Linked DNA regions of Mus musculus: all the other regions are linked to region 2. Evidence: chromatin contacts called from public HiCAR-type and promoter capture Hi-C data. All regions are on one chromosome and are shown on one strand. The core of a region is the stretch at or near the end of the contact, and the rest is flanking DNA. Distances in the headings are between cores, read along the strand shown. Region 1 holds the start of Pdzd2 (PDZ domain containing 2). Region 2 holds the start of Tars (threonyl-tRNA synthetase). Region 3 holds the start of 6030458C11Rik (RIKEN cDNA 6030458C11 gene).

Region 1 (2,969 bases), core at 116-2,615, 1.3 Mb before region 2:
CTAAGCGCTACACAGAACAATCCACTGCTCCGTTCTGCATGGTAAGGGTTTTCTCTATAGACAGGAGGAGAAGCTTTCAGGCGGTGAAGACTGCCGTTTATAATACCCAGGCCTGGATTTGTATAGACATTGATCTCTGTGGATTGGGAATTATAAACGCCAAGGAAAAGCTGAATCCAAGAACCCCAACACTTGCTGAAAATACTATCTAGAAACGCCTTGGGTCTACTCTGGTCTCTGGTGCTGAGGGACACTCCATGAGGGCTGCAGGTGACGTAGCTGCTCTTCCAAGAGAGCAGCTCTTAATGCTTTGCTGGGCAAATCTAGAGCCTAGCCATGCTCCAACGTATCCTCACCTCCCTCAAAGCAAAAGATTTCCAATTACTGTTCTGCAGAAAATGTCAAAAGCATTATTCACCAACTCATGATCCCGAGGTTTGTAATTTTTCCTATGTTTTTACCCTTATCTGCCAGCACTTGAAAAAGACCAGCTTTTTCCTCTCAAGAGAGCTTAATTTGCAGAGCCGTGCGGTCTCCCTATTATGTTCTTATCGTCCTCTCCCTGTGGTAGGCAGAATGACAAGGATGACAAAAAAAAAAAAAAAAAAAAAAAGGGAACCAAAAATATTTGAAGACTTCCTGAAAATCTGTGGGATGAAGCATCCAAAAAGCTAGAGGCTCCCGTTTTCCCAGTGACCTGGAATAAAACGAAGGGCAGTTGGCCTTAGCTCTTGAGGTTCACTCAGAAGGAGGTTCACAACGTCCAAATCCTCCATCCTGGGGCCCATGGAATTTCCTCTAGCGGCTTAATTGAAGGATTAACAGCTCTGAGGTTCTTAAGACGCAAAGAGGTTCTCTCTCCCGAGGAATGCTCATACCAAGACTATATTAAGTATCCTAAGGACCAGAGGCCAGTGGATGGATGGTTGGCTTTTCTCCGGTCTCCCTGGGCCTCCCCACCCAATCTCTGATAAGGCAATTGACATTTTTCTCCGCTATGTGCTATGTTAAGTGCTATGCAAAAGGAAATTAAACCTCCTAGCTCTAGTTCTTCCACCTAGATGGCGCCCCAAGCCCTGCCTACATGGCGTTTCTGAGCCGCAGTCTCCCTGGATCGGTTCCTCCCAGGATCCCCAGGAAGCCGGCGCACTAGGACTGCTGTTTCCCTGGGAGAGCGGTCCTCCCCGCTCAGGGGCTTGCTCGGGGGAATCCCCGCCCACCTTGTCATTCCTGCAGGGGAATCCCCGCCCCCTGGGCCTGTCACTCCGGGAAGGTAGTTCCCGCCCCTCGGATCCAGCAGAGGGAAGGAATCCCCGCCCATTCTGGAGGCTCGGAGCATCCCTGCGCTGCGCAGCGAGAAGCTCACTCCCAGCGCCAGTGCGTACTAGCGGCGGGCAGTGGGACGCGGCGGGGCGGCTGCGGCGGGCGCCCTCCAAGCGCCCCACCGATCGCAAGACGCTCGGGATCGCGCCTCCGGCGGCAACCAGCAAACCCCTGCGGCGCGGCTTCTCCCGGCAGGCGCGGCAACAGCACCGGTGGTGGTGGTGGCAGGGGCGGCGGTAGCTGCGCCGGCACCGCCGGGCGGCGCCTGAGTCTGGACGCTCCAGGAGCGGCTCGAGCCTCCGCCGATCCGCGAACAGGTGAAGAGACCTGGCGCCGCAGCCGCGACGGGGGTGGGGCTTCGGGTGGGCTAGCGGGGTAGCTGAGCTCGATAACCCCAAGACGGTGTGCGCTGGAGAAAGTTCAGTGACAATCGGGTGTGGGGATCCCAGTTCAAGCAAAGAGGCGAGTGAGGGCACCCAAGTGGGTCCCCGCGTTAGGTGGCGCAAACTCCTCTTCCTTCTAGTGGGAGGTAAGAGGGGCACAGTGGAGGAGAGAGGTTGGGCGGAGCGAGATGGAGACAGCGGGATAACCGGAGGCGCCTTGCCTGGGACGCCTAAATCGGGCCAAGAATCCTTATCCCAGTGTGTTGGTTTGTCTCTCTACCTTAGCCAGTTACTGTTTTAAGGACCATCCTCCCGCGCTTCATCTCTCGCTAACCCCCCTGCCCACTAAGTGGCGCGAGAAAGAGTCCGCATGAAGAGCAAGGGCATCTTTGGGGGTTTAATGTCATCTGCCAGGGAGATAAGGGATGTTCCAGTAGGAAAGTATTTCTTCCTGAAGTCCCCCCCCCCAAAAAAAAAACCACCTGCCCGCCTTTCCCAATGAAGCACAAGACTGAATTGTGGTGGGGGGAGCATCTAGGACCCTGGACAGAAGTTTACCAGCGGCCCTTCAGCAGCCCTGCTCTCTGCATAGCTCTTGATAAGGGACCCTGGAGTCACACCAGGTCTGGCATGTGCTGGTGGCAAACACTGGAAAGTCGGACACTGGGGCATTCCAGAGTCCAGGCATATACTGGAGATTTGGGCATTGTGGAGGCCTGAGCTGGGGCTTGCCTCTTCCATGGGTTTTGCTTGACAAGTCACAATGAAGCTCCTGAAGGTTAAGTGGTTGTGGAGTGACCAAAGAAAGTGAGTTTCTCTTGCAGACACACCCCTGAATCTTCACAGCACTTCTCTTGGGGGGGGGGGGGGGGAGGAACCTCCCACATTCATCTCTGCTCCAGGCTTGGGCGATAGGGTCTCGACTGTTTCTACTGGGTCAGCTTTTTCTGGCCCGTGCCTTCTGGGTGGGAGCCAGGTAGGTACACGCTGGCAGGTGTGGTGTGGGAGGACTGCTTGTGAGGGCGGAATAAAATCTCTCAGAGCACACCCCTGGCTGTGGGTGGTTGTTCTAGCTCCATGAATTTCTTCTTCTATTTGGATGAGCCAGGAACTGCTGCTACTATAAAAGCTACACCGTGGTGTGAGCTTGTGTGGTGTGTTACCGGGTAGGAGTAGCAGGGCTGGTAGGTGTTGGGAAAAAAATCAGAACCATGTGAGGTATATAAATGCATCCCCTTGGCATAGTTAATAACCGCCTAGAAA
Region 2 (2,932 bases), core at 303-2,802:
TTGGGACCTCTCCTAGAGCTGGATCCTATTTTGGGCCTGTCACTGGACCTTCTTTTCCTCAGGCTCCTGTCCATTTCCATCCCTATTATTCTTTCAGACAGGAACAATTATGGGTCAGAGATGTGACTATGGGATGGCAACCCCATCCCTCACTTGTCTTCCTGCTGGAGGTGGACTCTATAAGTTCCCTCTCCCTACTGTCGGGCATTTCATCTAAGGTCCCTCCCTTTGATTCCTGGGAGTCTCTTATACCCACAACAAGGTTGGTGATAGTGATACCTTCAACATTTTTTTTCAGGATTGTTTTAGCCATCGTGATTTTGTGGTGTGTGTGTGTGTGTGTGTGTGTGTGTGTGTATCTAAAACTTAACATTCTACGTTCTGTAAAGAATTGTGTTGGAAGTTTGGTGGCAATTGCTTTGACTTTGTAGATTGCCTGTGGTAGAATGGTAGAATGGCCATTTTTACTGTATTTATCTATGAACATGGGGGGATTTTTATGTTTTCTGAAATTTTCTCAATTTCTTTCTTCATTGTCTTAAAGTTTTTCTTGTACAATCTTTCACTTGTCTTGTTTGAGTTACTCCAAGATAGTTCATGTTTTTTGAGGCCGTTGTGAAATGTATTGTTTCCCTGGACAATATGTTCCTTGGAAATGGGAACCTGCTCCTTGAAGAGTCACCCAGGAGGCATTTGTCACATTCAAGTGGATCTCAGCGAGTTCCAGGACAGCCGGGCTATACATACAGTGAGACCCTGTCTCAATTCTACTCGGCTGGTGTGTGTGTGTGTGTGTAGGTTGGTGGTGGTGTGGACATTGGGTGGACATGGTTGCAAACGCCTGTAATCCTCTAATTTGGGTGGCTATTGCAGAAGGCTCCCAGATTAGCCAGATCTAAATTGCAAGTTCGAGGCTATCCCTGGCTGCACAGTGAAGCAAAGAAAAAACACAGAACAACCCAAAAACTGGCAGCTGCTATTAGGATAAGCAGGCCAACTAGAACTTTCTGCTAAGCATTTTGCTTAAGTAGTAAAAATCTAATCTCGAGCTCCCGTGATATCAATGACTTTTGTGTGGAGTTTATTCCTTCAAGTAAAAAGTTAATTTTATCTCTGTGCCGTCTATGGGAAAACTCCGTGAGACACTGAGAAAGCTTTGATCAATGGCGCTTGTCCCTCAAACAGCAAATCGGTCCTATTCTCATGAGGAAGGCTGAGTCATCGCTTCAGATTATCAGCCAACGTTCCAGGTAGAGCGCATCTGAGATAAACCAGAGCGCCAGAGACCATATCCAGCAATTCCGGGAAACTCAGTCCAAGCAGCTCAAGTTCACTACGGTGGCCGCTAAGGCCATGCAAGCTACAGTCAGAAGGGGAAGAGTGCGCTTGCGCGCCTCACTACACAGTCTGGAACTAATGGGATTTCTTGAAGGGTTCGTCATTCTCGGCTATTCTATTGGCCAAGGAAAGGGAGGACCCGCCTCTCCGCGTAGCCCATTGGCCTCGTGTCCAGGTAGGGCGGGGCCAGGAGTCCCGTTGCATCAGCTGGTTAGCTGGTTCCGCCTGTGGCCACGTGGCGCACGCGCAGTGCGGAATTGTAGGTCTACACCGCCGGCTTGGGGTCTTCTCTGCGGTGCAGCTCACGGGTTTTGTCTCTCTGTGGTCCTTCCATGTCGCAGGAGAAGGCTAGCAGCCCTTCGGGGAAGATGGACGGCGAGAAGCCGGTGAGCAGGCGCCGTGGGGTGCAGAGAGCGGATGTGTTCTGGGAGCCGGCACTGCCCGGCGGGGCAGGAGTGGAAAGTAGCAGGGAGCAGTCGGTATTGGGGGCCCTGGGTAATAAGTTAGGAACTCTTGCTGGCAGGGTCTGGGGGGTGGGGGGGCATCTTCATCCTAGAGATCTGTGAATTGAGACTGAGTGGTTTGCTCAGATAGTAAGCATTTGGGGCTTAGACTCCCGCGCTTGTATTTTTTCACTAAAATAAGCGGGAAGAACATTTGAAGAACTTTTTAAAATCCTAAACTGCGTGGAGCAAAAAGCTCTAGTTAGGAAGGAAAAGCCAGTCCCCGCGATCAGATCCAGTTTGCCCAAGATTGGGTGCTAAATAAGGCTGGATGCCCCCATTGACAGACTGTTTTGAAATTAAAGCCTCTGTCTGCCAGGTGCTGGAAGCGACCTAAATAACTTCACACACATCCCCTTTAAACTTTGCTTTGGGCTGTCACCCACTGGTTAGGAACAGCATTTGTACACTGGCGTGTTTTCTGCCCCACCCCTCTTTTACAGCCAACTGTGCCTGTGTCCCCTGTGTATTTATTTGCCCTGGCACTTAGTCAGGCAGTCCAGGTGGCTACACAAGTTAAGATCGATTCCTGACTTTGGGGGCTCCCCAAATGTGCAGGACTGGAAAATCGTACTTCTCTGATTAGCTTGGTTGAGTTATAGAGAAGCACAGTCAGACTGTTTTATTGGGTTTGGAAAAATGAGGTCAGGTAAATCAGGCAGGGCAGGGCTGTCCAGGTTCAGGGGATGAATTGTGCCCCGGCTGTACAGGGAGAGACGGGAGGGAAGTGCAGCGATTGAGGCTATCAGTATTCTCTACGTGCAGGAGTTTTGTAGGGAGGTGCTATGTATGTATTGTATTGTCAAAAAGTGACATGGCATGGGGGTTTAAGGAACATTGGAAAGGGGTGAGGCCATATGACAGATTGTCTAGGTAACCATTGCTGACGGTTGCTAGGGTCTTCATCAAGAGGAGTTTCCATCCTGATAGGGCAAATCACTAAAATGCTTGTGTATGCGCTTTAAGCTACAGATTTAAGGCGATGAATGACAGGTATACATGGATAGATTTTGTTCCTATTTCCTTATGTTTTTAAGGTGTTTTATGGTTTTATAACTTGGTTACCCCTTTGCCTCCTTCCCTGCTGTCTT
Region 3 (3,256 bases), core at 505-3,004, 1.4 Mb before region 2:
CCAACTTTCCCAGGCTTATCACCTGATTTCTTTCTCCAAAGCCCCTCTTAGCCCATACTTTCCAGGTCAGTTAGCATAGCAAGCACTAACAGGAAACGTCTTTGCTTCTGCTCTCCCTTACTTGGCCAGTGAATTCCTACCGATCCACTAACCTCTTGTGAAGAACTGACTTCCCTTGGGAACGCAAGCTCACTCCTAGATTGCTACTGCTTAGTGTAGACTCACTTCTTTTACGGAGCTTACCAGAATCTGCCGTCTGTGACAGTCGTGTGTGCCCATGTTGAACTCCTCCGGCATGTCCGTGAATCAAGGGTTCATTCAGTCATTCCTGCAGGATTCACAGTCTCTGCACACAGTAAACCGCAGGCAAGTTTGACTCTCCCTCATTGTGCATGCCTCTAAGTCACTACAATTCCCTTCCACCGCTCCCCACAAATACGCGTTTTCAAAACCACCTGGGAGGTATACATTCACCGATTCCATCACTTACTGAGCCAGCACACGTGAGACGCTTTCCCAAGCTCTGTAGGCTCAAAGATTATAAGGCACACAAGCCTGCAGAGTTCAAGGATCGCAAAACCCATATACAAATGTTTATATAATAACAACAGTAATACGATGTCCCGAACACTATAAAAAGAAAAACGCGATGTGATAAATACAATAAAGTAAGGATGTAGAGAGTCCTGGAGAATAAAAAGGACTCTACTGAAGCTAGAGGTGGACAACAGTCAGGGAATTAACACCTCTCCACAGTGAGAAAACGGCACACTCCGTTAGAGAAGCTAGACAAAGGCCCTGGCAGTGGTGGCGCACGCCTTTAAACCCAGAACTTGGGAGGCAGAGGCAGGCGGATTTCTGAGTTCGAGGCCAGCCTGGTCTACACGGTGAGTTCTAGGACAGCCAGGGCTACACAGAGAAACCCTGTTTCAACACACACTCCCCTCCAAAAATAAAAGCTAGATACTGTACCACTGTACTATGGATGCGAAGTTCAAATCAATGAATTTAATGCAAGTGGGAAATACCTATTCTTGGGATGCCCTTTGAAAGCAGGGAAACCGAGGGCGCGATTCTGAACAGTTTACTCGTCCAGGACCGACGACACACAAGACTTGCAAGGTGTGCCTTTAAGTCACTGAAAACCCCGCACTTTCCCCAGGTTCAACCTGCAGCCCGGCCTCCTGCTGGATGAAGAGCACGTTGGCTGGTTTGCATCTCCCGCCAGCCTGCGAGGTTAAGTACGGGACTCCGGGACTCGCCTCCCCCCGCAAGCCGGGCGGCCCCGCGCCTGGACCACGGCTCGCGCTTCGCAAATAGATGAAAGGCTTCCTATCTACGGGATCTGTACCGGGTCGCTCTTTTCCCCCTGGCCGCAGAGCTGCCCCGAAGCCACCCAGACCCAACTCCCAGGATCGTTTAGGTCGATACTCGTTCTCTGAAAACCCATCAGGCGCCCCCCGTCTACCTACAGAGAGTCCCGGGGTCGCCGCCATCAAAGCCCAGCCTGGTTACTATAACACCCTCCACGGCTGAGGCGCCACCCACGCCTCCGGAACAGGAAGCCCCGGGAATTAAAAGGCAAACCGGAGAAATCCGGACCTGGGGAGGGAAAACTCTCCGGAGCGCGTCGCAGCACCTTTTGCACCGTGATTGGCGGATCAGCGAGAGTGACGGACGTATAGACCAATCGACATTGTCTACAGGTCTCACACTCGCCCTTCCACCGTGTCGTCCTCCAATCCGGAAGCGCAACCGGGTGAGCGCGCGTTTCCGCCGCGATCGTGCCTTGGGGGCGCGCGGCTTCGGGCAGCCGGGCTCCTCTCCCGCGTGTCCCGCGGCCTCCCTGAGACGCGCGGAGACATGAGTGACACCGGAGGCGACCGCGCGCGACTCAGGCGCTACACCAAGCTCCCGGTGTGGGTGGTGGAGGATCACCAGGAGGTGAGCGGGCGACACAAGCCACGGAGCCCTGGCAGGAGGGATTCGAACCCTAGCAGCCTGCAGAGGCTTGACCAGCACCTAACGCTGGCTGCAGCCTGTCCCCCACCACCACCAACGTCATCATCCCACGGTTTAACGAGAGGGTTAGCCAGGACCTGAGGGACCATAATCGTAGCTCGTGTCATATGAAGAGGAAAGCCTTCAGCGCTTATTAATGTACAACATGGCAGTGCAGTCGTAAAGTGGGTAGACTTCTGGAAGACGACCTAGCAAGTCTGGATTTGTTTATAGGACCCCTGGAGGGTCTCTGGATATAAAACAAAAGGGATCAAGAGTGAAGCTCTGCGATACACCCCTTCCCCCAGGAAAAGTGGGTTATTTACTGATGGAGAAAGTTAAAGGAGGAAAGAAAGAAGATCTCTGAGACAAACCCAACTTTGGGTTACTCTGTGCTTTTTAATTTGTTGGTAAACTTGGATGTATAGCATGTAGGAGGAAAAAGTCATCTAGTCCCACTTCACCATCCTAAAGGGACAGAAAATGCCCTAAAACTTAGAGTACCTGGAACACAGTTTAATGCTAGAGTGAGTGGTTGGAGATTATCATCAGAAACCATCTATGGTAAAGCTTTTTTTTTTTTTTTTTTTTTTTTTTTAATGTTCCCATGTTTGACCACTTGATGCACTTCAGGTTGGTGCAGTTTCTTGTTTTGTCTGCACTTGACAGTGTGCAGTTCTCACTGTGTGTGTCTGTATTACAGGTTCTGCCTTTCATATACCGGGCCATAGGTTCGAAGCATCTTCCTGACAGTAATATAAGTTTCTTACATTTGGACTCCCACCCAGACCTCCTTATCCCTGTGAACATGCCAGCAGACACTGTGTTTGATAAGGAAGCACTCTTTGGGTAATGTGACTTTTTTTTTAGTCATATTTTATGTATTTGAAATACAACATATAGCAGATGATAAACAAGAGATTTTGCTACACTCACATTTGCATTTTTTGTTTGTTTGCTTGCCTTTTAAATTTTTATTTAGAACATTTTTTTTTCTACCCACTAAAAGAGCCAAATAGGGATCAGGTGCGATGGCTGATCCCTGTGATCCCAGCCCTTGGAACGCTGAGGCAGGAGAATTACAGTTTGAGGAGAGCCAGGGCTACATTGAAGCCTATTTATGGTTAAGTGTTGTCAAGATGCTTGGCAGAGTCTAGAATTATCTGAGAAGTCGGTTGCAGGGCTTGCCTGTGGAGGATTATCTTGATTGGATTAATAGAGACCACTCCCTTGTGACCACCACTTGTGAGTTTTT

The links. HiCAR-type assays count read pairs that join an accessible place to other places. Capture Hi-C pulls out chosen DNA fragments and counts their contacts.
Region 1: a HiCAR-type map of astrocytes shows a contact between it and region 2, with 3 times the contacts expected there. The contact joins the promoter of Pdzd2 here to the promoter of Tars in region 2. A contact is called at or near these places in 1 of 39 promoter capture datasets (hippocampal neurons) and 1 of 115 datasets of contacts at active chromatin or transcription factors (astrocytes).
Region 3: a promoter capture Hi-C map of liver shows a contact between it and region 2, with 2.9 times the contacts expected there. The contact joins the promoter of 6030458C11Rik here to the promoter of Tars in region 2. A contact is called at or near these places in 13 of 39 promoter capture datasets (the 3T3-L1 cell line, 3T3-L1-derived adipocytes, the C10 cell line and 8 more), 8 of 484 Hi-C or Micro-C datasets (B cells, CD4 T cells, CD8 T cells and 5 more), 6 of 115 datasets of contacts at active chromatin or transcription factors (T-cell acute lymphoblastic leukemia, astrocytes, bone marrow-derived macrophages and 3 more) and 2 of 9 other capture datasets (adipose tissue and liver).

Annotation. Positions count from the first base shown.
Region 1 is chr15:12,738,288-12,741,256 of GRCm38.p6, reverse strand. Pdzd2 (PDZ domain containing 2) reads left to right here and starts at 1,365. Exons shown (of 26, transcript NM_001081064.2): 1 at 1,365-1,640.
Region 2 is chr15:11,398,278-11,401,209 of GRCm38.p6, reverse strand. Tars (threonyl-tRNA synthetase) reads left to right here and starts at 1,552. Exons shown (of 19, transcript NM_033074.3): 1 at 1,552-1,724. The coding sequence starts at 1,671.
Region 3 is chr15:12,823,155-12,826,410 of GRCm38.p6, reverse strand. It overlaps 6030458C11Rik (RIKEN cDNA 6030458C11 gene), which reads left to right and starts at 1,754. Exons shown (of 9, transcript NM_029998.3): 1 at 1,754-1,944; 2 at 2,705-2,850. The coding sequence starts at 1,864. It overlaps Drosha (drosha, ribonuclease type III), which reads right to left and starts at 1,596. Exons shown (of 35, transcript NM_026799.3): 1 at 1,473-1,596; 2 at 244-346.